Linked DNA regions of Mus musculus: region 2 is linked to region 1. Evidence: chromatin contacts called from public promoter capture Hi-C data. All regions are on one chromosome and are shown on one strand. Each heading gives the region's core, a stretch centred on a gene start, on an enhancer-like site or on the middle of the called end of the contact. The rest is flanking DNA. Distances are from core to core; before and after follow the strand shown.

What was found. Promoter capture Hi-C pulls out the DNA fragments that hold promoters and counts their contacts.
Region 2: a contact with region 1 is called in a promoter capture Hi-C map of liver, with 3 times the contacts expected there. The contact joins the promoter of Vamp5 here to the promoter of 9130221F21Rik in region 1. A contact is called at or near these places in 1 of 39 promoter capture datasets (liver), 1 of 15 datasets of contacts at CTCF or cohesin (the NIH/3T3 cell line) and 1 of 115 datasets of contacts at active chromatin or transcription factors (pancreatic cancer cells).

Annotation. Positions count from the first base shown.
Region 1 is chr6:72,038,935-72,045,551 of GRCm38.p6, reverse strand. 9130221F21Rik (RIKEN cDNA 9130221F21 gene) reads left to right here and starts at 3,024. Exons shown (of 3, transcript NR_046180.1): 1 at 3,024-3,191.
Region 2 is chr6:72,377,544-72,384,160 of GRCm38.p6, reverse strand. Vamp5 (vesicle-associated membrane protein 5) reads left to right here and starts at 3,693. Exons shown (of 3, transcript NM_016872.4): 1 at 3,693-3,780. The coding sequence starts at 3,778. It overlaps Gm52494 (a long non-coding RNA gene), which reads right to left and starts at 4,879. Exons shown (of 3, transcript XR_003956310.1): 1 at 4,388-4,879; 2 at 4,057-4,264.

The sequences.
Region 1 (6,617 bases), core at 1,775-4,274:
CAGTCTATTCCTCAGCTGATTTTGCTGTTATTTTTCCCAGGCTTCAACTGGGGTATAGGTCTTAGAGAGGAGGGCCATAGAGGTAAAGGCTGTTTCACTCACACGAGTATTGACACACTTTATCACTTGTCATTAAGTTTGATTGCTTGGCTAAGGTTCCAGTATGAGGTTAAGGTTTTCCTCTTTCTTGTATACTGTGCTGTTTGGATGGAAGTTCACTGTGCAGTCTACACTGAAGGGGTGCACACTTAGCTCTGTCTCCTCACAGCCAGTTGGCTGCGTGACTCACTTGTCCTTCCAGACGAGAGATTTCTCTCCCCTCTCATATATTTATTCCATTCATGTACTGTCTTAGGGTTTCCACAGTGGTGACTAAAAGCTCTATGACCCACATTAACTTGGAGAGGAAAGGGTTTATTTTATCTTACAGTTCATCACTGAAGGAAATCAGGGCAGGAACTCAAGGCAAGAACCTGGTGTCGAGGCAGGAGCTGATATAGGGGCCATGGAGAAATGATGCTTACTAGAATTCTCATTGTGATTTGCTTAGCCTGCATTCTTATAATCCACCTGTTTCTGCCTCTCTGCGGCCAAGATTATAGGTGCACACCATGGGTGTGCTGAGGTCCTCAGGATTGTGCATCAAGCACTTTGCCAAATGAAGTCATCTCCCCAGCTCCTGGCTATGGATTTCATGAAATAGGCCCACACCCGCTTTGTGGCTGATATCTCTGTATAAATGACATAAATGTTGCATCTTCAGATGAAAGCAAAACACCACGGCAGGAACTGTGACTATGGTGTGCACCAGTAAGTATCAGTTTATAACTGTGGCTTTCCCACTGGGTTTGGAAACGGCCTTGGGCCCATTCACAGCAGCGTGCACACTGTCCTTATAAATCGGGGTGTCCCTGCACCCACCTCCTCTCCGGCCACTGCTCCCACTCCTGAACAGTTCTGTGAGATTTTTCAAGTCAAACAACAGGGTGACTTTTCAAACATTTTTAATCTTCTTTTTCCTTTTTCTGTCTGTCAAGTAAGCAGTTTTTCACTCATCCATTCAAGGCAAGAAAAGCCCTGTTGAGGAGATGCCAAAGGCTGACTACATAGGCTCTACCCTGCAGGCCTGGGAAAGGATCCCAGCCTGAAACACAGTGCTGGGAAGTGACTATCAGCCCTGTGTTTGGGTCTCTAGAGCTTTCAGGTCAGCATGCCCCTCTGTCCCTGTATGATATGTTCAAGTGATGAAAACCTAGACTCAAATGGGATGCAGAATTAAAATATGTTTATTTTAAACTGTACCATGCCTGCCTTTGCTCTCAATACTTGGTCAGCCTTTGATCCAAGTCAGTAAAGGGCTGGAGAAAGCAGGCAAATGAGTGGCGTCTTCCCGATCTCACACGCAGAAGCATGCGTACCAAAGCATCCCAGGGCCTTCTGTGTTAAGCTAAGACACGCCTCAGTGTGCTGAGCAATGTTCATTCTTATTCATTAATTTTTGGCAAACAAACTTTGTCTGTAGGCCAAATAAGAGATAATCAAATTAGTGTGTAGTCATACCCACACCCCATGTCTCCTGGGAAGATTTTTAGTGAGTGAGTTTTCTTGACTTGGGCAGCATTGACATTTTCGGTGAAGTAATTACATGATGGTGGCTGTCCTGTGTGCTGTGGGGTGCTTTGAAGCATCCCTAGCCTCACTCTATGACTAGAATCTAATGTTTTTCTTTATAAGATAAGCCATGGTCATGGTGCTTCTTCACAGCAATAGAAACCCTAACTAAGACAGATGTTGGTACCAGGGAATAGGGTATTGCTGTGATAGGCCTGACCATGCTTTTGTTTGCAGGAATGTAGACTGGGAACTTTAGATCAGGAAAGCAGCTTAATGCTTTAAGCAGGGCTTAATGGGCCATACTAGGAGGAACATGGAAGACAATGGTGCTGACGGTGGTTTGACCTAAGCAGGGGGCAATGGCTCAAGGGGTTTCAGGTAAGAATATTAATACTTGGCCTAGAGATCTTCCCTGTGATATTTTTGTGAAGAATATGGCTATTTTCTGCTCTTGTTTAAGAAGAAAAAAGTCTGCCTAAGGCTAAAGTGAAGAGTTATGGATTAACAGAGAATCCTTGGCAGAGATTTCCAGACAGCTTAGTATTGACTGTGTTGTTTGACTATTAGCGTTTACTCTTATGCAGATCTATAATGAAAAGGAGAAAAATAATCAAGGAAAAATACAAAATGTATAGTTTAAGGAGAAAGAGGGCACCAGGAAGTGGGATGGAGGCAAGTCCTTGAAAGGGTCCATGATTCACCGAAGAATGATACCCCAGACTCAAATAGAATGTAAATGCAAAGAGTGTTTTATTATGCAGAAGTGCAGCAAGCTGGGGTCTCTTGTTACCAGAACAGAGAGACAACCTAGTGAGCTTGCAGGCCTGATTTAAAGTGTATTTGGAAATTCTGGGGTAGGTTAATCTGTTGGGTCCATCTCTATGGACATTCCGTTACTGGGGTGGAAACTTGTTCGGGAGGTCTGGAAACTGTTGCTGACCCATTTGTCCTTGCCTCAGGCCAGGTGGCAGGGCAGCTTCTGAGGCCTGGACTTGCCCAGTTCTTGGAAACAGAGATTTAGAGCTAATCTGCTTAACTGCCAGTGTGCAGCCAATCATGGAATCAGCCTAGCCTTATTATTCCCCCTTTTCAGTAATGGGCCATCTTGAATCCATAAGATGTTTCTGAGACCCCTATATTAGCAGCTCCAGCCAGCTCTATGTCATGTAGAGGACCTAGTAACACAGCAGAAATGGCCACCCTTTTAACTAGACTGTTTGGAGGTGCTAGCTGGTTGATGACACCCTCCCCAGAGTAATAAGTCATTCTAGGAATAAACCGTACTAGAACACAAAATCCCTCAATTGTATTTACTAACCAGGCCATAAACGCATGGAGTAAGTCCCAAGGTACAACCCCATCAAACATTCTCTTGGGAGGAGCATCAGTATCCTGCGACAGTAGGGGTTACAGTGTAGTTGCAAAAGTGAGAATAGGTTGGGGGTACCGATGCAGAGTCCCTGGGGGAGAGGCCATCTCTCAAAGATGTGAAGATAAAACCTGGATTGGATTGGAGACCCCAAGATGTTGGAGATACCAAAACCCTGAATTACCCACTGAGGAGAGTTGCAGACCAGGTATGGAACCAGCCCAAGAAGGAGAAGTGTGCTTCAGTTAAGAAAACTAAAAGGAGTTGGAGGTCTTTGACATAAGACATGGAAATGCAAAAATTTTGAGTGTGCACTGCTGATTTTTGGTCTTTTCATTGATCTGATATTTCCTCACTACACCTCCTTTCTTCCTCTTTAGACTGGGAGGAATGTTCATTCTGTGCCATTGTTTGTTGGAAGTTTCTCATTTGACTTTGCTTTTACAAGGAATTATAATTAAGAGACTGAGTTGATGACCTGAAATAGTAATTCACACCTTTAATCCCAGCACTTGTGGAGCAGACTCAAGTAGATCTCTGTGAGCTTGAAGCCAGCCTGATCTACAGAGTGAGTTCTAGAACAGCCAGGGCTATTCTTCCCCTAATTGAACCGTAGGGATCCCTGACTTCAGTCCAATGTTAGGTGTGTAAGTATCTGCTCTTGTCTCAGTCAGCTGCTGACAGGACCTCTCAGAGGACAGCCATGCCAGGCTCCCATTTATAAGCATATCATAGAACAGTAGTGTCATGCCTTGGTGTCCCCTCATGAGATGGATCCCAAGTTGGACCTCCTTTCCTTCAGTCTCTTCTCCATTTTTGTTCCTGTAGTTCTTTTAGACAGGAACAATTCTGGGACAGGGTGAGGGGAAAGGGGGAATAGAGTCAGATATGGGGGGCAGGAGAGAAGCCCAGAGGGTAAAGGGAATGAATGGAAGTAAGCAGCCTTGGGGAGTGGGAGGTGGGGATGCCCTCTAGAAAGTACCAGAGACATGGGAGGTGAGGCACTCTCAGGACTCAGTGAGGGTGAACCTTAGCCAAAGTGCCCAACACTGGGGAAAGATAAGTGGAAGAATCCACCTCCAGTAGGTAGACAGGGCATCACGTGGAGGGACAGGGTTACTAACCCACAATCAAAATTCCTGTCTAAGAGACTTTGGACTTTTAAAGAATGTTAGACTATTAAAGACTTTTGAAGTTGGACTAAATGCATTTTGCATTATGATGACAGCTGCAAGCCTATGGTGGCCAGGGAGTAGGATGTGGTGGTTTGAATGATAATGGCCTCCATAGGCTCATATATGTACATGCTTAGTTATCAGGTGATGAACTGCTTGAACGGATTAGAATGTGAAGCCCACCGCAGGCTCAGGCTCAGGCTCAGGCTCAGGCTCAGGCTCAGGCTCAGGCTCAGGCTCAGGCTCAGGCTCAGGCTCAGGCAGGCTCGCTCTCTCCCTCCCTCCCTCCCTCCCTCCCTCCCTCCATTCCTCCTTCCTTCTGCTTGCTGCCCATGGACCAGGGTGTAAAGCTCTCAGTTACTTCTCTAGCACCATGCCTGCCTATGCACCACCACACTTCCTGCCATAAGGACAATGGAGTAATCCTCTGAAGCTGTAGGCAAGCTTCCACTTAACTGCTTTCTTTTGTAAGAGTTGCTTTGGTCATAAGTGCCCCTTCCCAGCAATAGAACAATAAGTAAGACAAAAAGTATGATGATATCCTCTGTTCATCCCAGCGCTCAAAAGGCACAGGCAAGAAGATCAGTAGCTCAAGACCAGTCTCAGCTACATAGAAAGTTCAGTGTACAGCTGGACTGTATAGGACCCTGTTTCAAAGAAGGTAGGGGTGGGGGGACAATGGTCACCAAGATGTCCTTGATATAGTCTTCTAAGTCAGTGATAAAAGAAGGGATTGGCACAAGGGCCTGCCTATGTCTATCTAATGTGGGCCTTATCTAAGGTGCGGTCCTGCTCTGAGCCCTTGTTGGAATCTTAGCTTGTCTGTACTCTGATGTCTCTCCTTACCTCACTCTATTCTCTTTCCTTTTAGTTCATAGGTGTTTTTCTGCAACAAATCTCTCATATCTCTTACTCTGCCTTAATCTCTACTTCCTAGAGAACTCAAACCAGTTCAGCTTTAAATGGAATATACAAAAAGAGCCCCCCCCAAAATCAGTACTCAGAATGGCTGATAGCCCAATATGAACTATAAATAACTATTTCCTTAAAAAAAAATAGACAGAGGGGGCTTGGTAGGCAGATCAATTAGTAATATATTGCTATAAAAGTTTTGTGAGTAAAGACATTTCCAGATGATTATAGCCCCAGCTAGTCAAACTACCCCTGGCCACACGATGTTTTCAAATTGAGACCTCAAACTAGATGGGACATAGAAAAAAAAAAAAAACCTTCTTGTGTTCGATCAAAAAAAAATTGTTTTACCGACTATTCTAGTTTGATTTTCTGTTACTGTGAAAAAAACATCCTTGCCAAAAGAAACTTGAGGGAGGAATGGGCTTATTTCATCTTACAGTCCATTTTTAAGGGGAGTCAGGACAGGAACTCAAGTCAAGAACCTGAAGGCAGGAACCATAGAGAACAGGCTCACAGGCTCCTGCTTAGCTTGCTTCCTTCGTCAGCCCAGGCCACCCCGCCTACAATGATGCCACAGAAGTATGCTGGGCTCCCCCATATCAATTGTCAGTCAAGACAGTTTACCACACACATGGCTACAGGCCAGTCTGATCTGAGCAACTCAGTTGATGTCCCTTCTTCCCAGATATCTTAGTCACTGTTCAATGGCTGCTAAGAGACACCATGACCAAGGCAATGTTTGTAAAAGAAAGGATTTAACTGAGGGGTTGCTTACAGTACCAAAGGCATAGTCAGAGCAATAATGATTACTGTGCCAGGGAGCATGTCGGCGGGCAGGTGTGGTGCCAGAGAAGTAGATGAGAGCTACATCCTGATCTGCAAACAGAGAGAGAGAGAGAGAGAGAGGAAGAGAGACTGGGCCTTGCATAGGAATACAAACTTTTGAAACCTCAAAGCCCACCACCACCCCCAATGGCACATTTCTTCCATCAAGGCCATACCTCCTAATCATTCTCAAATAATGCCACTCGCTGATGACTAAGCATTAAAATATTCACATATTTGAATGGCCTGTGGCTACATCCTCTCCAGTAGTGACAAGCAGGAAAGGCCCCAAAAACCTGGGCGCTGTCCCCAGGCGAAAAGTTCTTGGAAACTTAGTCTCCTGGAACCGTGGCATCCTGTATAAAGAATGCTCCAATGTCCTTTCTTTAGTTGGTAAAAGGATCTGTGTGCTTTCCCTTAATATTGCTTTATTACAAGTGCTCCTAAGGATTGATATGTTGACATAGCTAAGTTAGATTCTAGGCAGTCCTTGATCCAACCTTGGGCATGGATAGCTAAGTCACTGCCCTACACAGGAATTTACCATTATCTAGGAAGAAGGAAGTTTGTGGCCTAAAAAGGAACCAGAGTAGATACTTAGAACTATAGATAGCTGAGTTACACCATACACAAGTATTTACAATGGCCTAGGGGGAAGGTGGTTTATACAATAGACTAGAGTAGGAACTATGGCAAGGGCACATAGGAGGAGCTGTTTT
Region 2 (6,617 bases), core at 2,444-4,943, 340 kb before region 1:
GTCAATGTTGGATGTCTTTATCGCTCTCTGTCTTACTACCTAGTGGACTCTTCTTCCTGACGGTTGAGCCTACAGCATAAGGTCTGTGAGATAAGAGTCTGTACTGAGGTACAGCTCCAGCCCTCACCCCACTTTTTGAAACAGTCACTCACTAAGCCTGGAGCTCATCAGTTTGGCTTAGGGATCCATCTCCACAGTGCTGAGGTTACAGAAAGAAGCACACATAAAACTTTTATATGGGTCCTAGAGATTTGGACTCAGGTCCCATGCTTGCATAACAAGTGCTTTCCCTGCTGAGCCCTCTCCTGAGCCCTCCTGTTTTTCTTTGTACCACACTGTTCATTGTCACAACTCACAAGAACAAGGATTTCCTAGAGCTCTTACCATAAGGAGGATTAGAACTTCATAGCACTTTAGAGTGGGATGCAGGATTCAGCGCCCTCCTGGGACCCTGCCATGTCCCTTAACTGACCTCCTGGATACGCTTGCAAGGATATGATGATGGGTCATGTAAGACCTGGTTCAAGGGCTCTTGTCACTTCTGCCATGTCTCGTCTATGGCCTAGGTATGACTCAGAGCCAGAGAGAGGCTGAAGGAGCTAGTCAGCGTATCCTTTGTGGGTTGTTCTGTTTGTCTTTTGTCTATCCTTGCTTTTCTGGGTCTTTATAGAGGCCTGGATCTCAGCTGTTCTGAGGGAGTGGTGGTGAGCATCTCTCCCTCCCCAGAGTCCCATGGCTAGTCAGAGTCAATGTCACAGGACCAGGCTGACAGCACAATGAGCTTTCTGTCTTCTGGACTCCTCCTTCCCACCAGGTTCTTCATCACTGCGGTTCTTTCCAGAGCCCAGTCTGCCTTGGCTTGTGGTTCTTGGCTTCCTCTGTCCTTGGTTCCTACACAACCTTTCCAGAATTAGAAACAACCTGTTGTTGGGAGCATGTGAGGAAAGGGATGGGTTGAGAGTCAAAAATGTGGGATACTAAATACAGGCCAGATTTTGGATCATGCTCTCGATTCCACAGAGGGCAGGGAAAGTACCAAACAGCCCCTCTCCATCTACTTTGACATGAGTGAGCCTACCCTCTTCACCCCCAGCCCATTCTGAGGTAATGTGTCCAAGCATGGAAACCAGTGGTCTATCCTCACAGTGGCTCAACCCAGGGACAAAAGCCCCTGGCATTTTGGTTAAGAGAAGCCACATTTAGGATGTCAAGGGCAGCCTGGAAGGTGGAAGATGGCTTTAACTATTTCTCCACAGCAGCTCAGGAAGGCTACACAAATCTAGAAGCACACCAGCATCTCCAGCAAAGGAACAGGCCTACAAGCGTTTAGAACAGCTGGGCAGTGGTGGCGCACGCCTTTAATCCCAGCACTCGGGAAGCAGAGGCAGGTGGATTTCTGAGTGTGAGGCCAGCCTGGTTTACAGAATGAGTTCCAGGACAGCCAAGACTATACGGAGAAACCCTGTCTCGGAAAGGAAAAAAAAAAAGAGTTTAGAACAGAGAAAAGCCAGAGTCAGCACTTCCTGTAAGAGGCTGCTTTCATTTTACATTGGAGTCAAATTCACATGGCCTTCTTTTTTCTCTTCTTTTCTCCTCTTTTCTTTTCCTTTCTTTTCTTTTCTGTTGTTTTCTTCTCTTTTCTCTTTCTTCCTTTCTTCCTTTCTTTCTTTCTTTCTTTCTTTCTTTCTTTCTTTCTTTCTTTCTTTCTTTCTTTCTTTTAATAGACAAAGTCTTACTTTGTAGCCTTGAAGCCTAGGTTAAGCTGTCCTGGAATTTACTATATATGACCCAGGCTGGTCTCAAACTCAGTCAATCCTCCTGCCTCATCCTCTTAAGTGTTAGGATCACAACCATAGCTACAGAGCCAGCTCAGTTTTCTGTTTGGTTTTGTTTTATTTTGTCTTCGGGCAGGCTCTCATGTAGTAACTGCTCACATTCATTAGACAGCAGGCCATGGCTGTGAACCTTGACCCTTCTGCTGCTGGCTCGCCGATGCTGCCATCTACCACCAAGTCTGGTTTGTATGATGCGGGACATCAAACCCAGGGCTTGGGGCAAAACAGGCAAGCCCATCCCCAGCATCCATTTACAATTGAGTTTTTGCCTTAAAACTAAAGTCTTTTTAAAAACTCTTTGTTCTTTAAATTATTTTTATTTTATGTGTAAAGATGCTTCCTCTGCATGTGTGACTGTGACCATGTGTGACACGTGTCCTTGGAGGCCAGAACAGGGCATCGGATCCCCCGGAGCTGGAGTTAACAGACCGCAGTGAGCTGGCATGTAGTGAGCTGGCATGTAGTGAGCTGGCATGTAGTGAGCTGGCATGTAGGTGCTGACAATTAAACCTCAGTCCTCTGGAGGGGCAGCCAGGACTCTTAACTGCTGAGCCGTCTCTGCGGTCTCACATTTTAGCCTTCGATTAAGCACATAAAACAGCACCACTTAATATATTCCTCCGTGAGCTTTTTGTGGAATTCAGAGCACAGCGTATCCTTTACAAGTCTTCAGGCTTTCTGCACCTTTTGCACAGTTCTTTACAAACAACCTCATTTTAACCTTGAAGTTGGCCTGAGGCTGGGACGGGCCAATGAGATTAAGGAAAGGACTTCTCAGTTCCCAGTTCTGCAAGAAAAGCCGCAGTTTCCTCGGCATCTCTCTTCGTCAAGAACTCCATCTTCCTCACCTGTTAGAGGACCATCCCGCAAGGCCCACACCAGGAATCTAAGAGAAAGTGTGTGTTCTCAGGCTGGGCAACACCTGTTTGTTTTCCTTGCAGCAGCTTGCAACTCTGTCCTAAACTCATGCTGTGAAACTCTTCAAGACAGTCTGTGTAGTTTGTATTTTATTCTTATCCAAAAGAGATGGTCTCTGCTTGAGTACCACTTTGGAAGCTGGCTCCCATCTTCTCCTTTGCCTCTTCTGCCTCTTGTTGGTTCAAAACTTGAGATCCATCCACACACCATTGAGACTTTTAGCTCACAGAAATGTCTGCAACACTTTAGCATTTTAAAAATCTTCCTCCCCCAATGTATGGAGATCAGAGGCCAACTTGCAGGAGTTGGTTCTTTCCACAACGCGAGTCCATTTTTTAAAAAGATTTATTTATTTATTATATGTAAGTACACTGTAGCTGTCTTCAGACACTCCAGAAGAGGGCGTCAGATCTTGTTACAGATGGTTGTGAGCCACCATGTGGTTGCTGGGATTTGAACTCCGGACCTTCGGAAGAGCAGTCGGGTGCTCTTACCCACTGAGCCATCTCACCAGCCCTAGCTTACCATTTTTAAGGGTATAACTCGGTGACATACAATGTATTCAGAATACTGCCTGTTCCGTCTGTAAATAATCAGAACTTTGGAGTGGTTGGTGTGTTTTTAATTTCGGGTGAGACGCACTCACCAAGGTGGCAAATACTTCTGGCTTGTTCATGTCAGCTCCAGCACATAGCTCCCACAGATGCTTTTTGCATGACGGAATGACGCCTCCTGGGCTAACTCCTGATGCAGCCCCAGATCCAAGAGACATCGGTCCCCAATTCACCAGGCTGGGGTGTCATCGGAAATCGGACGCCTGTGGCCCGGTAGGAGGCGCCCCACGGGTCCTGTCACCGCTTTCGGTTTGCCCGGGACGGGCACCTCTGAGAAGGCGCGCCCCCCTCCCTCTTGGGCTGCGGGCCCGCCCCGCCCCACGGCTTCCTCCCGGGCCGCGGGCACTGAGGCCGCTCGGGGCAGAGGAATCGGAGCCGGCGAGCAGGCAGCGGCGGCGGCTGCGGAGGCAATGGTGAGACGGGCAGGGGCAGAGGGCGATTGTGCAGGGGCAAAAAGCAGGATTCTGAACCCCAGGGGCATAGGTCACGCTGGTCGCACGGACTAGTCCCCAACTTTGCAGGCAACCGGGGAGGGAGACTTCGGAGTGCGCCCCGTCGGGGCAGAGTGAGCGGTGCTACAGCTTCCCACGCTCCTGGAGCAGTTATCAGCTCCCGGCAATACCGGGCAAGTTACTTAACCTCCACGAGCCTCCTTTTCCGCGCAGTGAAGTAGGGGCAGCAATACTTACCTTGGTGGGTCCTTGAGAGGTTAAAGAAGATGTTTATGGTCGCTGCTGCCAGGCACTCAGAACCCTTTGCTGAGAAGTGGTAGGTAATGCGATGACCTCTCCAGCTCTTCCCCAGGCTAAGAGGAGCCAGAGCTGGCCCAAGGGTTGGAAACCTGAGCAGATGCCTGGTAGAGGCCCCGTGCTGACGTGCTGACAGATAAACACTTCCCTGGGGGAAAAGAGAAAATAAGTTGTTTACTATAAAAGTTCCATGAAGTTATCCCTGTGACCCAGCCTGCTGACTCTTTCCTAACCTCTACCTAGTAACATAATCATGAGTTGAGTCACCTACATTCACTCCTGCTGCAGACTTGCCATTTCCAAGACAAAAGTGTCAGGGACCACTGATGCCTGGATCCCACCTTCCAGGGCTCCTGGGAAGGTGGCCAGACTGGAAGCAAGTTTAGTACTCTAAGATGGGATGGATGTGGCCTGGCTAGGGGTGGCAATGCCTGGATGGCCTCATCTCTAGGGAACTGGAGGCAGGAAAGGGAAGTGTGGCAGGAAGGTAGCCCTAAGCTTTGAGGCCACACCAGGAAACCGAGGGAGGCTCTGAGAATGGGCTGGAGCTGAGAGCCCACTTCCGAGAGTACAGGGCAGAGATGGTCTTTCAACTGGCTCTCAGCTCTTGAGGAGAAGTTCTGAAAAGAAGGCTGCGCCAGGTTAGGTTATCTGGCTGTTCAGGAGAACCTTGGGGGTTCAGAGTCTGGGGGATGCATTAATTTTATCCCTTCAGCCTGTCTCCAGCTCCATCATCTATCTCTTCTTCCCTTGTCCCCCTTTCTGTCTCCAGCTCTTTCCTCCTGCATCCCATCCCTCTGACTACCATATATACCCCCACCCCCAACTGATTTCCCTTTCCTTTCCCTTTTCTTCACTGGGACTCATTCAGTCAAAATGATTTAAGAAAAAAATTCTTTTTTGCCATTGGAATAGCACAAAACAGTGATGGAGGAGATGAAAATGAGAGATGGAAATGAGCAATATTTTTTTGCATGTGTGGTATGCACGCTTGTTCACGTGTCTGGGCACATGCCTGTTTAGATACATGTGGAAGTCAGAGGCTGATGTCAGGTGTCTTATTAAACAGCTTTCCACTTTATTTTTGGAGACGGGATCTCTGGTTCAACCTGGAGCTCACCAGTTTGTCTCGTCTAGCTGCCAGCTTGTCCTTGGGACCGGCCCCTTCTTCCTGCCCCTAGGATTACAGGCAGACTGCCTGGCTTTTATGTGGGTGCTAGGGAGTCAGACTCTGGTCCCCAAACTTGTGCAACAGGGGATTTATTTATGGAGGCATCTTCCTAGCACCATAGATCATTTTAAAAGATTTTATTCATGTGTATGAATTTTCCCCTGCATGTATGTGTGCGGGGTACCATGTGTGTGCAGTGCCTGTGGAGGCCAGAAGAGGGAATTTCACCTTGTACTGGAATTTTAGGCACCCGTGAGCCGCCAAGTGGGTGCTAGGAACCCAGATCTTCTAGAAAAGCAGCAAGTGCTCTTAAATGCTGAGCCACCTCTCCAGCCCCACCATAAATAACTAAAAATTATTTAGCCTGCTTGTTTGGTTTTGGGGGACAAGGTCTCATGTAGATCAGATTGATGCAGAACTCACGATGTCGCTGAGCCACAGTGCCTGAATGGAGTTAACTATTTTTTTGAGGCAGTCTTGCTATATACCCTGCCCTTAAATGACCTAAGTAAACAAAGCTGGCCTTGAAGTTGCAGCAATGCTCCTGCCTCTGCCTCCCAAGTGCTAGGATTACAAGTATTTGACACCATGTCCAGATATAGAATAAATTTTTTTAGACAAGGTCCGACTAGATACTATATAGACGTGATTGGCCTCGAACTCTGCCTACTGAGTACTGGGATTAGGTAGGTTCATAGGCCTATGCTCAGCCTAAAATAATCCTCAGAATCATTTGTCTGGCAGAACTTGTGCTTGTAGTCACGGGCCTTTCTCCTTTGAACACAAGCAGAGTTGGCATCCAGTGGCTAGTACTCTTTAGCCAGTCATCAGGGGCACCAGACCTCACACTTTCTGTGCGTCTGGTTTAGCACAGGGATTAGACATGTGGAATCTCTGTCCATTCTACCCTCAGGTTGGTTACCTACTTACTCTAGACAAGGACAATAATACTATCTTCAGTGGGTTATTGTAAAGGTTTAGCCAGATACCCACATGCACAGCTAGCTCAGTGCTGGGTCAGGTTCCTGTGACCACGGAAAGGTAGCAGCTGTTACTATTGATCAACACTTAAGGCCTGTAGTCCCAACACTTGTGGGCAGAGGCAGGAGGACCCCCAAGTCCCCGGCCAGGCTGTACAATTTAATGGGAGTCTGTTTCATGTTTGTTTGTTTGTTTGTTTGTTTGTTTGTTTATTTAGGTTTTTCGAAACAGGGTTTCTCTGTATAGCCCTGGCTGTCCTGGAGCTCACTTTGTACACCAGGCTGGCCTCGAACTCAGAAATCTGCCTGCCTCTGCCTCCCGAGTGCTGGGATGAAAGGCGTGCGCCACC